3 separate regions of the Mus musculus genome follow, and regions 1 and 3 are each linked to region 2. The links are chromatin contacts, called in public Hi-C and HiChIP or PLAC-seq maps. All regions are on one chromosome and are shown on one strand. Each heading gives the region's core, a stretch centred on a gene start, on an enhancer-like site or on the middle of the called end of the contact. The rest is flanking DNA. Distances are from core to core; before and after follow the strand shown. Region 1 has its middle 120 kb from the start of Gm39467. Region 2 overlaps Gm46301 (a long non-coding RNA gene). Region 3 overlaps 2610035D17Rik (RIKEN cDNA 2610035D17 gene).

Region 1 (4,801 bases), core at 562-3,061, 150 kb after region 2:
CGTAGAGGTGCTCACGTGTGTACAGGAAGCTGTACATATGCTCGTTGCATGCATGTGGAAGTCAACCTTAGCTGACATTCATTCCTCAGGCACTACCCACCTACAGGGTTTTTTATTTTGATTTTTTTTGGGGGGAGGGGGGTTGTTGTTGGGGTTTTTGTTTGTTTTTTTGTTTTGGTTTTGGTTTTTTTTTTTTTTGTTTTGTTTTGGTTTTGAGGCAGCAGTCTCTCATTGAAACAAGTAGGCTAGGCTACCTCACCAGGAGCCCACAGGGATCTTCGTGTCTCCACCTTCCCAATGCTGGGATCACAAGTGTGTGCCACCTTGCCTGGACAAGCTCCCCACACCTTCCTATTTCTGGTGAGGGTTCCTGCGTTGGCCCTTGGGCCCTCTGATGAAGCTATCTCCCCTAGACATAGGCAAACTGCTTGAGTCTCTGCTTGCTTCTCAGCAGTCCATTGAAGGACAGCAGCCAGAGAGATAGAACGTGCATAGACCAGGAAGATGGGTTTCCTGAGTGCAGGTCTCCCGGGACGAGAGTCTCCAGGAAGCAGATCCAAGGCTGTCTGCACTCAGGTTTGCATTGTCTTCCCAGTGAGAGGCCATGTAAAGTCCAGAGCCTGCACCTCACAATGGAGCATTCTGTTACCCAGTATGGTGGCTGCCAAGGTAATGCAGCTATTAAAATTTTTACAAACGTCAAATACCATTGAAAGTTCCCTTTTTGGTTGCCCTAACCACATTTCAACTCACTCGTAAGGCTGGCAAAGTGAGCCCTCATGGGGGAAGGGCTCTGTAACACACTGGGTAGCACAGACTGGGGCATTTCCATCTCCCAGGCAAGCTCCTTCAGAAGAGGACAGGGCTACTCCTAACTGCTCCACTGCTCCGTGGTTAGTGGAGAGGCTGCTGGCATCGGAGCCAGTTAGAAAAGCAAGCACAAGCAAACCGGAACTTGCAGGGGGTTGGGGGGGGGGGCGGGGAATGAGTAAGTGAGGATTCCAGGGTGCTTGCAAGGCTGTGGCCTGCTGGCTGCTCAAGGGGCACATCTGAGTCTCCTGAAGTGGCCTGCGAGAGGGTGTGAACTCTGGGGTTATGTGGGACTCTGGACACTTTCTTTTTTCCTTCCCTTCCTTCCTATGCATGCGCATGTGCTTGTGTGTGTGTGCACGCGCACGTGTGCACATGCGTGTGCCTTCTATCTATCCATCCATCCACGTGCTTCTTGATGCCTGTGTGAGTGGTACCATTGGGCATGCCTCATGATGAACACGTGGAGGTCAGAGAGGCAGGGTCTCTTGTTCACTGGCTCAGGAGTTTCCTGTCTCTACCTCACCATAGTAGCCCAGGGATTACCAATGCTCTCCCTACATCGATTCCCACAGTTGTGAGGCAAGAGCTTTATCCACCAAGCTATATTTTTGTTTAAGTGATAGCTCTGGACCTCCACAGTTACATTTATTTCTTTAAACTTCTTAGGACCCTGATTTTATTAATAAATAGCACTGTCAAATACTGTCTTGCCAGAAAGACTTCCTTGGAGCTGCGTTTAGTGTAGGGAGTCCTGTCTGTCTCAGGAATGCTGGGAGGAGGGCGAGCTACAGTGGGGGGGGGGGGCAGGGAGGGGGGGGACAACCCTGAGGCATTGAGTAGCGTGACTGCCTGGGGCCAGAGCAGGCAGTGGTGCGTGGATTCCCTTCAAGATGAGAGAGAAGATGCGGTTGGGAGCCACATGCCATCAACTGACCTCAGAGCATGAACCTCACAGAGCCTAACCCTTCAGGCCCCTCAGGCCTCTGCTTGTCTTCATTAGCACTGAGGCCACACACCCCATGGGCAAGACCCTGCTCCAGCCTGCCCAGGGTTTCTCCAGGACTCGTGCTGGGGGGCAGAGCCCTGCCTGGCGCCTCTGGGCAAGCAGCTTTGGGGATGGAGCCAGGCCAACACTGGCTCCCCACACTCGGTCATTACCTATTGAGAACCCAGGAGTCATTACAATTAAAACACATTGCAAGGGGTTTAGGGTGGGGGTGGGGGTGGGGTGCTTGGGGAGGTCCCTTTAGGAAGGAACACTGGGATTAAAAGAAATTAGAGCAGTTGTCATGGCAACACAACCAGGCTGGGCCTACCCAGTGATTATTTCAATGGGAACAGGATGGAGGGCAAAGTGGGGCTGCAGAGGGGGTGCTGAGCTGCACAGGCAACAGGCAAAGGCCTTGCTTTCCCTCTCAGAAAGGGACCCAGTGGCCTGGGAGAATTGTCCCCAAAGCTAACCACAACTGCTTTCTTATTCTCAGTAACTCTTGCTTATCGCTCATGACATGAAGCTCGAGGGAGACAGGCCTCTGTCCTCAGGGAAGTCTCCACTCCAGATCTCTGTTTAGAAAGTGAGAAACTCCCCCAAAGGTCCCCTTCTCTCACTGTTCTCTGGGGATGGAATGGCCTGGCCTGGTTTCCTATCTCTTTAGCTTTGGCAGGCCCCAGGTAAAAACCTATCCGTCCTTTTGTCTAAGTGGCATCCAAGAAACCTGAACTGGAAGGCTCAGGGGAGCAGTAGGGGGGTTGGGGGGGACAATCCTGGAAGGGGACAGATTTTGGAAGCAGGCCCATGATAATGAGCAAGAAGGATTCAGTGTCTGGGATACCTCCAGGTATCAGCACAGGATTAGGGTCCCTACAGCATGAGAATCCTCCTTTGGCAGGGCTAAAAGGACTGCACAAGAGAAAATAGCAATTAGTTCTCTTAGTCTTTCTGTTTGTCTGCTCCTGGCTAGGCTCAATGGCCCCAAGCAAGTCTGGCAGATGGGCCAGGAGAACCTGTTTGGAACCTTCTGAGGAGAAGAGGGTACACTGGGGGTAGGAGGAGCCAGCTGGAGGGACAGTCTAGTCTGCAGCCTGGAGGGGACACGCTGAGGTTGGTTGCACCCACAGCAGTTCCTCCGGCTAGACCTTTGTGTGGCCGAGGGTGGCAAGGAGGCTAGAACTCTAGAGACTGTGAAGGGACTCAGGGATGCCAGGTGGCTGGAGACAAGTCCTGGTCCTGCTTAGAAGCCAAAGCTGGAGACCCAGCCAGGATGAACCATCTAGAAAGTCCACCTCTCCCAGGCCTCTGTTTTGCCCTCTGAAGATGATTGTTTCCAACCTTGGGTAAGCACTGTCAGTCATTTGGGCTATCAACAGGGCTGTAGTTTGCATCTGCAAGGTCCACTGTGTCCTTGTGGAAAACACATGAGCATCACTTTTAGCCCAAGATCGACCAAGTGCATCACCTCCAACAGTGCTCTGGACATCTCCATTCCTGTAGCTGCAAAAACACTGCCTCATTTACAGTTTCATCCTGGGGTCGGGAGGTGACAGATGCCAGGCCTGGCTCCAGGGTAATTGGCTTTCCCAATTTGTTTAGGTCTGAGAAAGACAAGGTTTATTTTAAAATGAAGACAGTCCTGGGTAAATCAGAATGGCCTGGTCACTTTACTAGGGAGACCAGATATCATTTTATGTAAAGACTTCATGCCTCTGTATGAGATATATATATATATATATATATATATATATATATATATATATATATATGCTAAAAATTTATATAATGTATATGTGTGTGCACATATATCCATGAGAATGCGTGTGTGTACACACCATACACATTATTTTTTACAGTATTTTTAAATTTTACTTTACATCCTGAATGCATCTACCCCTCCCTCCTCTCCTCCCAGTCCCTCCCCTCTCATCTCTCCTCCCCCCATCCTCCCTTCCTCCCTTTCTCCTTAGAGAAGGGAAGGCCTTCCATGGCTATCAACCTACTTTGGCATATCAAATTGCAGTAGGACTAGGGACATCTTCTCCCATTGTGGCTAGGCAAGGCAGCCTAGTTGGTGGAAAGGGATCCAAAGGCACCCATCACAGTCAAATGTAACCCTTGTCCCATCTATTAGGAGTTCCGCATGAAGACTGAGTTGAACAACTGTTACATATGCATATATACACAGTGTTTTTTAATGAAAGCATGGAGATCCATTTATTCCTGGAGAAAACCCAGGCAGTGGTTCTCACCCCTTCTAATGCTGGGCCCCTTTAATGTGTTCTGGTGACCCCAACCAGAACATTATTTTGGTTGCTACTTCATAACTGTAATCTTGCTACTGTTATGAATCATAATGTAAATACCTGATATGCACAATAGCTGGTATGTGAGCCCCTACTGGGGGTCATGACTCCTAGGTTGAGAACCACTAATCTAGGGCTTAAAAGAGATGCCTTTCCAATACAGCGTGGCTGGGCTTCGCTAGGCTGCAAGTTCCAGTGTGCACTGCAGGGACTCCTCAGGAGCTATTTGTTTGCAGAAACATCGCCACACTGTCCATCTCGAGGTAAGGACAGAGGACTCCAACCTGATGGGAGCTCTGACTCTGTGAAACATCTCTCTTCCTTCCTCAGAGTGTTTTTGGCCCTCCTGCTTGCTCTCTGCTCCTGGAGCCTTGGCCTGCATTGGCTCCGTCAGCACCTAAAATCCTGCACACACAAATCTAAAAGACCTCCGTCGTGGGGCCTGGTGGTATCAGCCTGTGATGCTGGCCAGAAGACTGTGGCAGGAAATCAGTTCAAAGCATTGCTGGCCTACAGAGTGAGTTCAGGCTCTGTCTGGATGATGTTGTGAGATTCCCATGTCAACATTACAAGTAAGAAGGGGAGCTGGGGAAATGGCCAGGTGGGTAGACATTTCTCAAGCGATGTCAGCATTCACGGCATCTTTGAGAACTTTTACAGCCTCACTCTTGGAACAATGGATGAGAAGAGA
Region 2 (4,610 bases), core at 394-2,893:
CTTCTACAACAAAGAACCTTCCAGACCCTTCACAGCCTGCATAAAAGATGCCTTCTCTGTGTCTCACCTTGCAGTTGGCCGTCTCACTCAGTGTTTCCCACCCCTTGACACTGTCGCACAGGCGGATGTAAGAAGCACCCGCATCCACTGTCAATTCTCCGTGTGCCACCCTGGCTTCAGGTACATACAAATTTGTCTGCTGTGACGTCACCTAAAATAGACAAAATCCAAGGCTGGGGAGATGGCATCCCAGCTCAAGCATGAGAGTTTGCTTATAATTCCAGTGCTGGGGGAGGCGGAGGCGGAGGCGGAGCTGGAGGCGGAGGCAGGAGGATCCCTGTGATTCAGTGGCCAGCCAACCTAGCTCAATCAGTGACCTCCAGATAAAATTAAGAGACCTCCACATGCATATGTACAGATGTACGCATGCACACACAAACACACACACACACATACACACACGCTTGCACATGAACACACATACATACTACAAAATATGTAAAATGTTGACCTGGCGTGTCCACGAAAGTACAATGCCTTGTATCTCTCGTTTGCCTTGTTCCTCATAGTAAGCTATTTCCCAGTCTGCATGAATTACATTAGAACTCAATAACACCATTCCCAGCTGCCAATCATTTTTATCACCATTAACCTGACTGTCGTGGAGCTGATCCTATAGACAGATTGGCTTGGAAGACACTCAAAGTGTGGTGCCTTCTCCCACCATGTTTAGGCATGGGTGTATCAGTCCTTCCTCGGGGTCTAAGCATCTTTCTGATGTTACCCATAGTGAAGAGAAGCTGCCTGACCATAAACCTAGGGTCACTCTACCAGTGGAAGAAAGAGTTGCTGCCCACCTTCCAGAGTGACCCCAGCACCCCCAAAAGACCTTTGCCATGTGGGTTTGCAGTGATCCCAGCACCCCAAAGAGACTCCCTTTAATATGGGGATCCACCAGAAAGCTTCAGTCCTTACATGTGTTCATTTCTGTCACCAAACCCCAGATCCCCCACCCCCCAGCTGCAGGATCATGGCTCCCCAGGGCTCCCAGGTAGAGTTAGCACAGGGGACAGGTCAGTCGACAAACTTGAACCACAGATAGTTGAACCACACCAGCCTTCCCACCCCCACCCTCCACTCTGGAACTTTATAGGTTAAGAAGAGAAGAATAACATAGATTCAAAACATCATGGCTTCAGGTAAAATTTGGGTCAGTGTGCTGTGTAAGATATCAAACCCATATAAGCCTTCAGGAAAAAGAAGTGTTCTTCCCACAAAGAGAGACAGAGGGGAAGCCTAGGCCGTTTTTTACAAGTCTGGGTAGGATTTATTCTTGCAGGCTACGTGGGAAGGTGCTGAAGCAAGAAGCGTTAGGCTGGCTCAGGTAGAAGGGATAAAAAATATGAAGCTGGGGCAGAGGCAGGGGCGGGAATGTTATCTTCTAGCTCTGAGTGGGTGAAAGGAGACCCCAGGATCTTCAGGTGGGTAGCGTGCCCCCCTTAGGGGCTAGAGGCTGGCAGGGAAGAGGGCTAAGGTTACAGGTGGGTGGAGAAAGCTGCAGGACCATTAGAGCAAGGGTAAAGGCCAGCCTGAAGGAATGTGCCCGGCTTTCCTGGCTCCTTGGGGACTCCCAGGCATTCTTTCTAACAAGAGACATGTCGCCTGCCAGCCAGCAGATGTGGCCCATGAATAAACATCCCTGCCGGGCTGGAGGGGTGGAGAGAATAATAAATATGAAGAAAGTAGTGCCCTGCCCCTCCATACCCCCCTCCCCTGCTCCCAGGGTAGCAGACACGCTTGGCCCTCAGGGGTGGACTCAGACATGGACCGTCCTCACACACCGCAGCCAGCCCGGGCCAGCCGCACATTAATCCCGTGGATTTGGCCATCTTGTGACATAGCCAATCAGTTCGAGGGAGGGGATGGCAGGAACGCCTCTCCTTTCACGCCACAAAAGGATTTTCGTCCCTTGAGAGCACAATGAAGGGGGGAAAAAAAACCAATCAAGGCGGGATCAGCTGTGGGCTGGTGGCTGCAGATCTGTGTCTCCCAGAGGGGGGTGGGGGCACATATCGGTCCGTGTGGGAAACCCACAGCCTCAGCTTCTCACACATTGTTCTCCTCCTCTTCAGGGGCACCCCCTCCCCACCAGCCCTACCCTCCTTTCTCCCCTCCCCAAAGCCGTTAATACCACAAAAGATACATTCCCCATTGTGCCCCTGGACAGCTGAGTTAGCCATACACAGCTCCCAGAGTCCTCTCCAGGGAGAAAGCCGTGGGCCATCCACATGGAGAGTAAGATGCTTATCATACAAAGGACTTAAACCCACTTGGGCTCCTGGCCTATGGAAGCCGGTGGGGGGTTAAACACAGTTACATTTTCATTAGGTGCTAATAGCCAAAGGGTAACTCTGGGCAGCCAGGACCAGACATTGTTATGCAGAGACTTCCCCGGTTGGAAGGTCAGGGCAGGTGGGGTGGGGACTGTGGGGGGGGTGGGGGAGGTCCAGTCAGTACTAAAGTCTAATTTGGAGGGGTGGGGTGCAATGGGCAGGCATTGTTGGCCTGTGAGGTCCATCAATGGGAAAAGTCATGTTTTTCTCTGAAGGAAACAAGTTAAAATGGCAGGGGAGGGGAAGGGCTGGTGTTGGGTGGCTGGGGGTGGAATCAGGCTGTCGGTGCCTCAGTTGGCCTTCCCAAAGGCAGCCCTCACCACTGGCTCTACCTCTGAGGAGAGAGAAACAAAGGGAAAATCCCCCCCACCCCCAAGGAGCAGTGAAGAAAGAGAATAGCTTTGGAATCAGAGGGTGATGGAGTCCTGGTTCCAACCCTCTGTCACAGGCGTTATGGCCTGGGAGCATCCTAGGGACCAAGATGAGTCCAGGAGCAGTTTCTTGATAATGTAAAATGGATCTAGAACCTACCTGCAGAATTCTTGCTGTGGAGGAGTAGACAGTGCCTGATACAGATGAGGTACTTTAAAAAAAAATAAAAGGAACCCCGTGTCCCGTGCACCAGCTGCACCCTAGACCAGTGGCATTCAGTATGAACATGGCCACCATGCTCACTCAATGCTCCAGCCCCCCTCCAGCTGGGCAACAGTTCCTTCAACTTCATTTTCAGTCATTTCAGCGGAGTACTGGGCATGACAAGAAGCCCAGGTCACCTCCAAGTCCCCCTGGTCAGAGACTTGGACATAACTAGCCACCTCTTGTGATTTGTTTCCTGATTAAGCAGGAGAGGGCTTGCAGGGGCCATTGCTGTCGCAGCCTTTGCCTTTGTCCAGTCAAGAGGATGGGTTCATCTCCTGCTCTCCTTCCAGAAGCTCAGAATTCAACTGGCAACTTAGCTACAAATAGATGAAGAGCCAAAGCAGATGCATAAAAAATTGCCCAATAAGGCTGCTGGGGAGATGGCTCGGGCTATAAAGCGCTTAACGTGCAATGATGAAGAGTTGAGTTTTTGATACTCCCCCAAGAACCTTAATAAAAAGACATGATGCTCAAGGCTTGCAAAAACCAAGTAATAGAAAGCCAGCCTAGGATAGCAGTGAGAGACCCTGTCTCAGAAAACATTGTGGACAACTCCTGAGAAACACCAGCGGTTGACCTCTTACCTCAATGAACATGGTGCATGTGCACGCACACACACACACACACAATTGCCAGATAAAAGACTCCCATCTCCCTGTCTGTGGGGCAAGAGGAATTCAGGTACTGTACCAATAGGACAGATCCTCTGTATCATCAGGTGGCCTGGGGTGGCCTCTGCATACTCTCTCTGCCTACTTACGCCACGGTAAATTACCCCCACTATCTAGGACAGACCACTGCATACCCTGGTCTGAGCATGCTTCAGATTCTACTGATCCTGCTATTTCTGTCCTTCCCAGACCTGGGCTTCCAGGTACAGGCCCAGCATTCTACACGGGTGCCGGAGAGCCAAGCTCAGGGCCTTGTGTTTACGCAGCAAGTGCTTTTCCAGGCGAGGCATCTCCTCCGCCCTACACTTTTTGGTGTATTACCGACACTGCCAAGTTCCAAATCCAAAGATTCAAAGAGAGCCAGGGAAACCCACTGGCCCAAGAGGTTTCCAGCATGAACCTTAACTCCCCCCAACACCCTCTCTTTCTTCTCTTTTTCCCTGTGGAGGGAGAGGAGCGAGAAACACCTCATCCTGTCGGTTAATAAAATTAGAATTCAAATCCTTCCAGGTGCAAGGAGAGGTCTGCACAACTAGAGGAAACGGCTTCCTCCAGCCAGCAGCGTTGTTCAGAAATTACAACCGGTTTCAGCAATTAAGAGAAGTAAAACATTAAAAAAGCATGAGGCGGAGTACATTTACATGCTAATGGCCCCTCTGTAGTGCTTGGGGAGCAGTGTTTTACAACAAAGCAGATAACTTCCACACTAGAGCCGTTTTAACCCTTGGCTTCTCACTCTCGCTCCCAAGCCAGGGACCCCCAATGTCTGGGACTTGTCTCCTGGTGGTTGAGGAAGGCATGGGTTAAGCTAGTGTGCCAGTCCATCCACCATGGCCTAGTTTTTCCTGGCTTTGGAAGGGAAAGAAAGAGAAAGAGTTACTTACAAGCTTGGGGTATCTTTATGGAT
Region 3 (4,449 bases), core at 907-3,406, 180 kb after region 2:
AGGCATGATTAGGAAGGATTTCCAACTGTACACGTGGGGTCATAGAGGAAAGGACCAGACAAGGCTCCAGCTCCCATCGGATGGGTGTGTCATCAGCATACAGTAGAGGAAAGAGGTCCTCAGGAGGCACGACCAACAGAGCTCAGACATGAAGCCCTTGGATAAGCTGATCTCCGATTGCAACCTCCGAAGAGTGTCTTCAAAGTTCCTTGCATTTGTGTCACAGAAGAGGGAATGAAAAGTGGGTTCCTCTCTGCCTATCCAGACATACGCCTGCGTGTGATCCAGTGCCGGCCCTCCTCAGCCCCCCTGCTCAGGCTGCTCCTCTTGCTCTGACCTCCAAAGAGCCCCTGGGACCATCCAGGCAGATCATGTATCACTCTGGAGTCTTGTGCTGCTTCCAGGCCGGGTGCCACGCACCGAGTCTGACCCCTCTTTCCAAGGAACAGAAATAAGAATCAAGATCCCATTCAACCCAAGTGTGGTTAACTATTCACCCTGTATCCGGCTCAAGGATGATAGAGCAAACAAGAAGAATCTCTGGGTCCAGAGGCGAGTGGGCACAGGAGGCGGGGTCAGACAGGGAAGGGTGCGGTAACTGGACAGGGACAGAGTGAGGAAGAGTGTCCTGGGTAGTGGCAGTACCCAGGACATGTTTGCCACCAGACAGTAGATGAGCTGAGCTGGTAAGCCTTCCCCAGGCCCAGAGACGTATGTCTTTGTTCATTCAAGTCAAAACAGACTATTCCTTCCCAAATGCCGGCACAGTCTAGAAGTGTTTATATTCTCCAACATAATGTTCCGCAATTGAATCCAGGGCTCTAGTGTCTCAAGAGGCAGCCAGATCTCAGGCAGATCCTGAAGGGAGGGCCAGGGTCATGTTCTCCATGGTTCCACAGTTCCTGATAAGTAGCATGGATAAGCAGGTCAGTCTCCTCGGCCTGTGGACCAAAAGACAGCAAGTGTTAGACGGTGGCATGCTCTCCTTTCGCAACAGTGCACTCTTCCTACTTTATTCCCCAGGATTCTGGTTAGTACTGCCTGAACACAGGGCATAGAATTGTAGTCAAGGAGCTGGAGAAAGAGAGGCTTACACCTGGCTCTGGGGAACTCCTTGCACACTGGATCATCCCCAAGAAGCCTGATACACACACACACACACACACACACACACACACACACACACACACACCACAGGCACATACACATACATACACACACGTCCATGGCCCCAGAACCACAGGGTCTAGTTCTCTATAAAATGGCCACAGCAGCCCCCATGCACCCAGACTGTGGATAACTGACTCAGAATGGATAGGGGTCCCTCAGGGGATGGCACAGAACACCTCCCAGTCTGAGGGCAAACAGATGAGGGCAGATTCACCCTCCTTGAAGAGACTTCCCACTTGTCACCATCCACACTGCTGAGCAGAAAGTCAGAGTCCCCAAGGGGAGTGCCCCACTTCAGTGCTGACTTTGCGGGGCCACTGGAGGCGGTGTAGGCCCATGAAGGGGACTGCTATACAGGTCTCAGACTCAGCACGCATCATCAACCCAAGATGAGAACTGTGGGCAGGCCATCCATAAGCGCCCTGAGGAAAGAGATGCTTGATCCAAACATAAACCAGTCAGATAAGCACCGTCCTTGTAGGCCATGGCAGGGGTCTACAGGGGTCTCATGATCAAGGCCTCCTTGGACAAGCAAAAGCCAGGACATCAGTAACCGACAGAGTGTCCAGGGAGTTTGGATCCTAGAAGCTCAGCCTTCCAGAAAGGTCTTCTAGGCAGGGTGCAGCATCCACCATGATGCCCAGGGATAAGTGGGATGAAGGGGTGACAGCCTGGGAAAAATGCCTGATGAGGTTTCCTTGTAGGAGAGCTGGGGATGGGGACAGTCTCAACCGCAGAATCACAAATAAAATAAATAAATAAATAGAGTCCTGCAGGTGACCCCAAATCAAGTAGTACATTTCATCTGGGACAGGCCAGTCCCTCCCCACACACCTTTTATTTGGACACAAAACCACACCAAATAAACCCAAAATTCTCCATGCTCCCTCGTTCCTTCTCTCCTTCCGTACCAGCCTTGGGGCTGTTTCCTAGAGCCTCACAAGCCTTTTCCCCTGGGAGACAGGCCACGCAGCTGGCAAATTAATTGGCAGTGACAGGGCTTCCTTCCGGTTGCTCGGCAACGACGTGCAACTGACAGCAACGGTGCAGAGGGACTGCCATGAGGAATTTACAAAACAAAATCCGAAGCAAAACACACAGGGCCCCAGACTATCACCCTCAAAGGGCAGAACTAGACAAGGGGAGGGGGTGAGGCAAGGGGTGGGGAGGAAGTGGGGCTAGAGCATGAGAAAGTTCTCCATCCCCCCCTTATGCCCCCCCCTTATCCCCTCACCAAACTGTTCCTACAGCCTTTACCTCTGCCAGGCCAGAGAGAGAGAGAGAGAGAGAGAAAGGGGTGTGGGGACTTAGAAGCCTCGGTACTGAGAGGTGACTGGGAAGGTTGATGAAGCTCGCTGTGCAGAAAACAACAGTATCTGCAGGGAACGAACGCTTCTCCCCGTGCCGTGGGTCTACTGGCAAAGCCGCTCTACCCAGGCGGAAGTCTTCACGTCTAAGGCCCTCTCCCCTGGCCCTTTACACTGGACTGTCTTTCTATCTGTTCTATGACAAGAGTAGACAAGCCACACACCACATGGCCTTGGCCCTCATCTCTGATTTGGTGTCAGGTTTTGAGACAGGATCTCGCACTCTGAAGTGGGAGCCATAGACTAGCCTTGGACTTCAGGCAATCTTCCTGTCTCTGCCTCCTGAGTCCTGCGATTACTAGCACCAGTTGCCAGGCCTGGCTTCTGGTCTCTTTTAGAACTTCCATGCATAAAGCAGAGTACATATCCAGTCTATGTACAGGTTGAAGCGTTCAGTGGAAAGGAAAAAACAAGGAAGACATTGAAAGGTGCTCTCCCTCTGGTCCCTGTAACCTTGCATGGCAAAAAGAGCTGGTGGGCATGGTGATGTCAACAGTCTGAGACAGGAGACGGACCTGGATAATCAGGTTCAGCCCTCGGCACCATCACCTATGGTCACAAACAGAGGCAGGGGATGGGACGCAGGGAAGAGAGGTGTGAGACTGGAGGGGAGCACTTGGCTGACTCAGCTCGGCCGTCCTGAGGACTGAACAGAGAAGGCAGTGGATTCTCCCTGGAGTTCCAGAAGGAATCAGTACTGTAGATACCTTCGCTTCAGGGCACTATAACTGGCCTCAGATTGCACCGTGTCTGCCCATACTTCCACAGAGACATGTTTAACCATACAGTCATGGACCCTGGAGCTTCAGATACTCCAGGCAAGCATCACACCACTGGGCCAACCTCCCTCCAGACCCACAAACATCATCCCCAAAGATTTTTCCAAGAGGGCACCAGAGTGAGGATACAGGTAACAGGAAAGGTGAATTTATTCCTAGCAGCAGGGCAGGATTTAGCCTTAGAACGTACTAGCCGGTATCGGGAGGCTCAGTAAGAAAAAGGCAGGCCTCTGAGAGTAACAGAGGCAGGCTGAGCTATGAAGCTGCAGGCTGTTAAATGACAGCATTTGCTAGCAGGGACTTGGCCAGGTGGCCTAATCTCTGGGGGTTGGGGGGGGGGAAGCCTTAGTTTTGTCATTTGCAAAATAAAGATAATATCATCTGCCTTACAAAGCTCTCAGGATTAAATGAGATAATACACAGAAACCACCTGGAGAATGGCAGATGCCGAAGGAAGGAGCGGTGATACGTAGGAAAGTTTCAGCTTTCAGACTTGAGTCAGAGCCGCTGCTTCTTGCCATCCTCAGTAACCTATCCTATCCTTTCTAGTTGTTGATAGAACTCTGACTTATTTGTTTGTTTGTCTTGCTGGTGTGGTGGAGTTTGGACTACTGTGCAGCAAGGCGTAGCTATGTAAGAGCTGGCCAATGAGAGGCAAGCAAAACTCTTGGGGGGGGCACTTCAGGGCAGGCTGCTCTAGAGGAGCTTGAAACCAATCTATCTTTACTTCGCTCTGTTTTAATAAGGACATGAAGGCTGGTGCTCTAGCAGCCATAGTGGTATCCTGGAGACACTCCTGTCCTGTGATAGTTAAAAAAGGAAACAGGATGGAGGTGGGGCTGGATCCTGGCCACTCCAGTGATGCTTGATCGGCAGGAATAGTTTCCCTCATGATTTCCGTTATGTAAGAGGCAAACACTCCTCTCTTAATGCTCTGTTGTAGCATTTTCTAATAATCACGATAATGGATTTCTTGATCCATAGACCTGGGCCGACAGCTTCATAATCACACGGGAACTGGTTAGAAATGCAATTCCTACAGCTCCATCCCCCTAGAGTGTAGGGATGCAACCCAGGACTTTGCATCAGTGGGCACAAGGCATCTTCGCCACGTTCTAGACTAAGCCACACCA

Evidence for each region. A called contact is a pair of places that touch in the nucleus more often than the background predicts. HiChIP or PLAC-seq counts read pairs in DNA pulled down with a chosen protein or histone mark.
Region 1: a contact with region 2 is called in a Hi-C map of stem cell-derived neural stem cells, with 1.7 times the contacts expected there. The contact joins two enhancer-like sites. A contact is called at or near these places in 3 of 484 Hi-C or Micro-C datasets (germline stem cells, nephron progenitors and stem cell-derived neural stem cells), 2 of 115 datasets of contacts at active chromatin or transcription factors (differentiating embryonic stem cells and embryonic hindbrain) and 1 of 9 other capture datasets (embryonic tail).
Region 3: a contact with region 2 is called in an H3K4me3 HiChIP or PLAC-seq map of embryonic hindbrain, with 3 times the contacts expected there. The contact joins two enhancer-like sites. A contact is called at or near these places in 2 of 484 Hi-C or Micro-C datasets (germline stem cells and nephron progenitors) and 5 of 115 datasets of contacts at active chromatin or transcription factors (differentiating embryonic stem cells, embryonic basal ganglia, embryonic hindbrain and 2 more).

Annotation. Positions count from the first base shown.
Region 1 is chr11:113,015,085-113,019,885 of GRCm38.p6, forward strand. No RefSeq gene overlaps it. Among named protein-coding and RNA genes, the nearest start is that of Gm39467, 120 kb to the right of the region's middle. Within about 2 kb of position 1,812, at least 58 of the 459 cell types and tissues checked have an H3K27ac peak or open chromatin away from gene starts, as enhancers often do. A contact at or near this core is called in stem cell-derived neural stem cells, where this site is marked.
Region 2 is chr11:112,868,473-112,873,082 of GRCm38.p6, forward strand. It overlaps Gm46301 (a long non-coding RNA gene), which reads left to right. Exons shown (of 4, transcript XR_001780360.2): 3 at 1-180. Among named protein-coding and RNA genes, the nearest start is that of Gm46301, 9.9 kb to the left of the region's middle. Within about 2 kb of position 1,644, at least 58 of the 459 cell types and tissues checked have an H3K27ac peak or open chromatin away from gene starts, as enhancers often do. A contact at or near this core is called in stem cell-derived neural progenitor cells and stem cell-derived neural stem cells, where this site is marked.
Region 3 is chr11:113,044,220-113,048,668 of GRCm38.p6, forward strand. 2610035D17Rik (RIKEN cDNA 2610035D17 gene) reads right to left here. Exons shown (of 3, transcript NR_015556.2): 3 at 1-941. Among named protein-coding and RNA genes, the nearest start is that of Gm39467, 88 kb to the right of the region's middle. Within about 2 kb of position 2,157, at least 71 of the 459 cell types and tissues checked have an H3K27ac peak or open chromatin away from gene starts, as enhancers often do. A contact at or near this core is called in stem cell-derived neural progenitor cells, where this site is marked.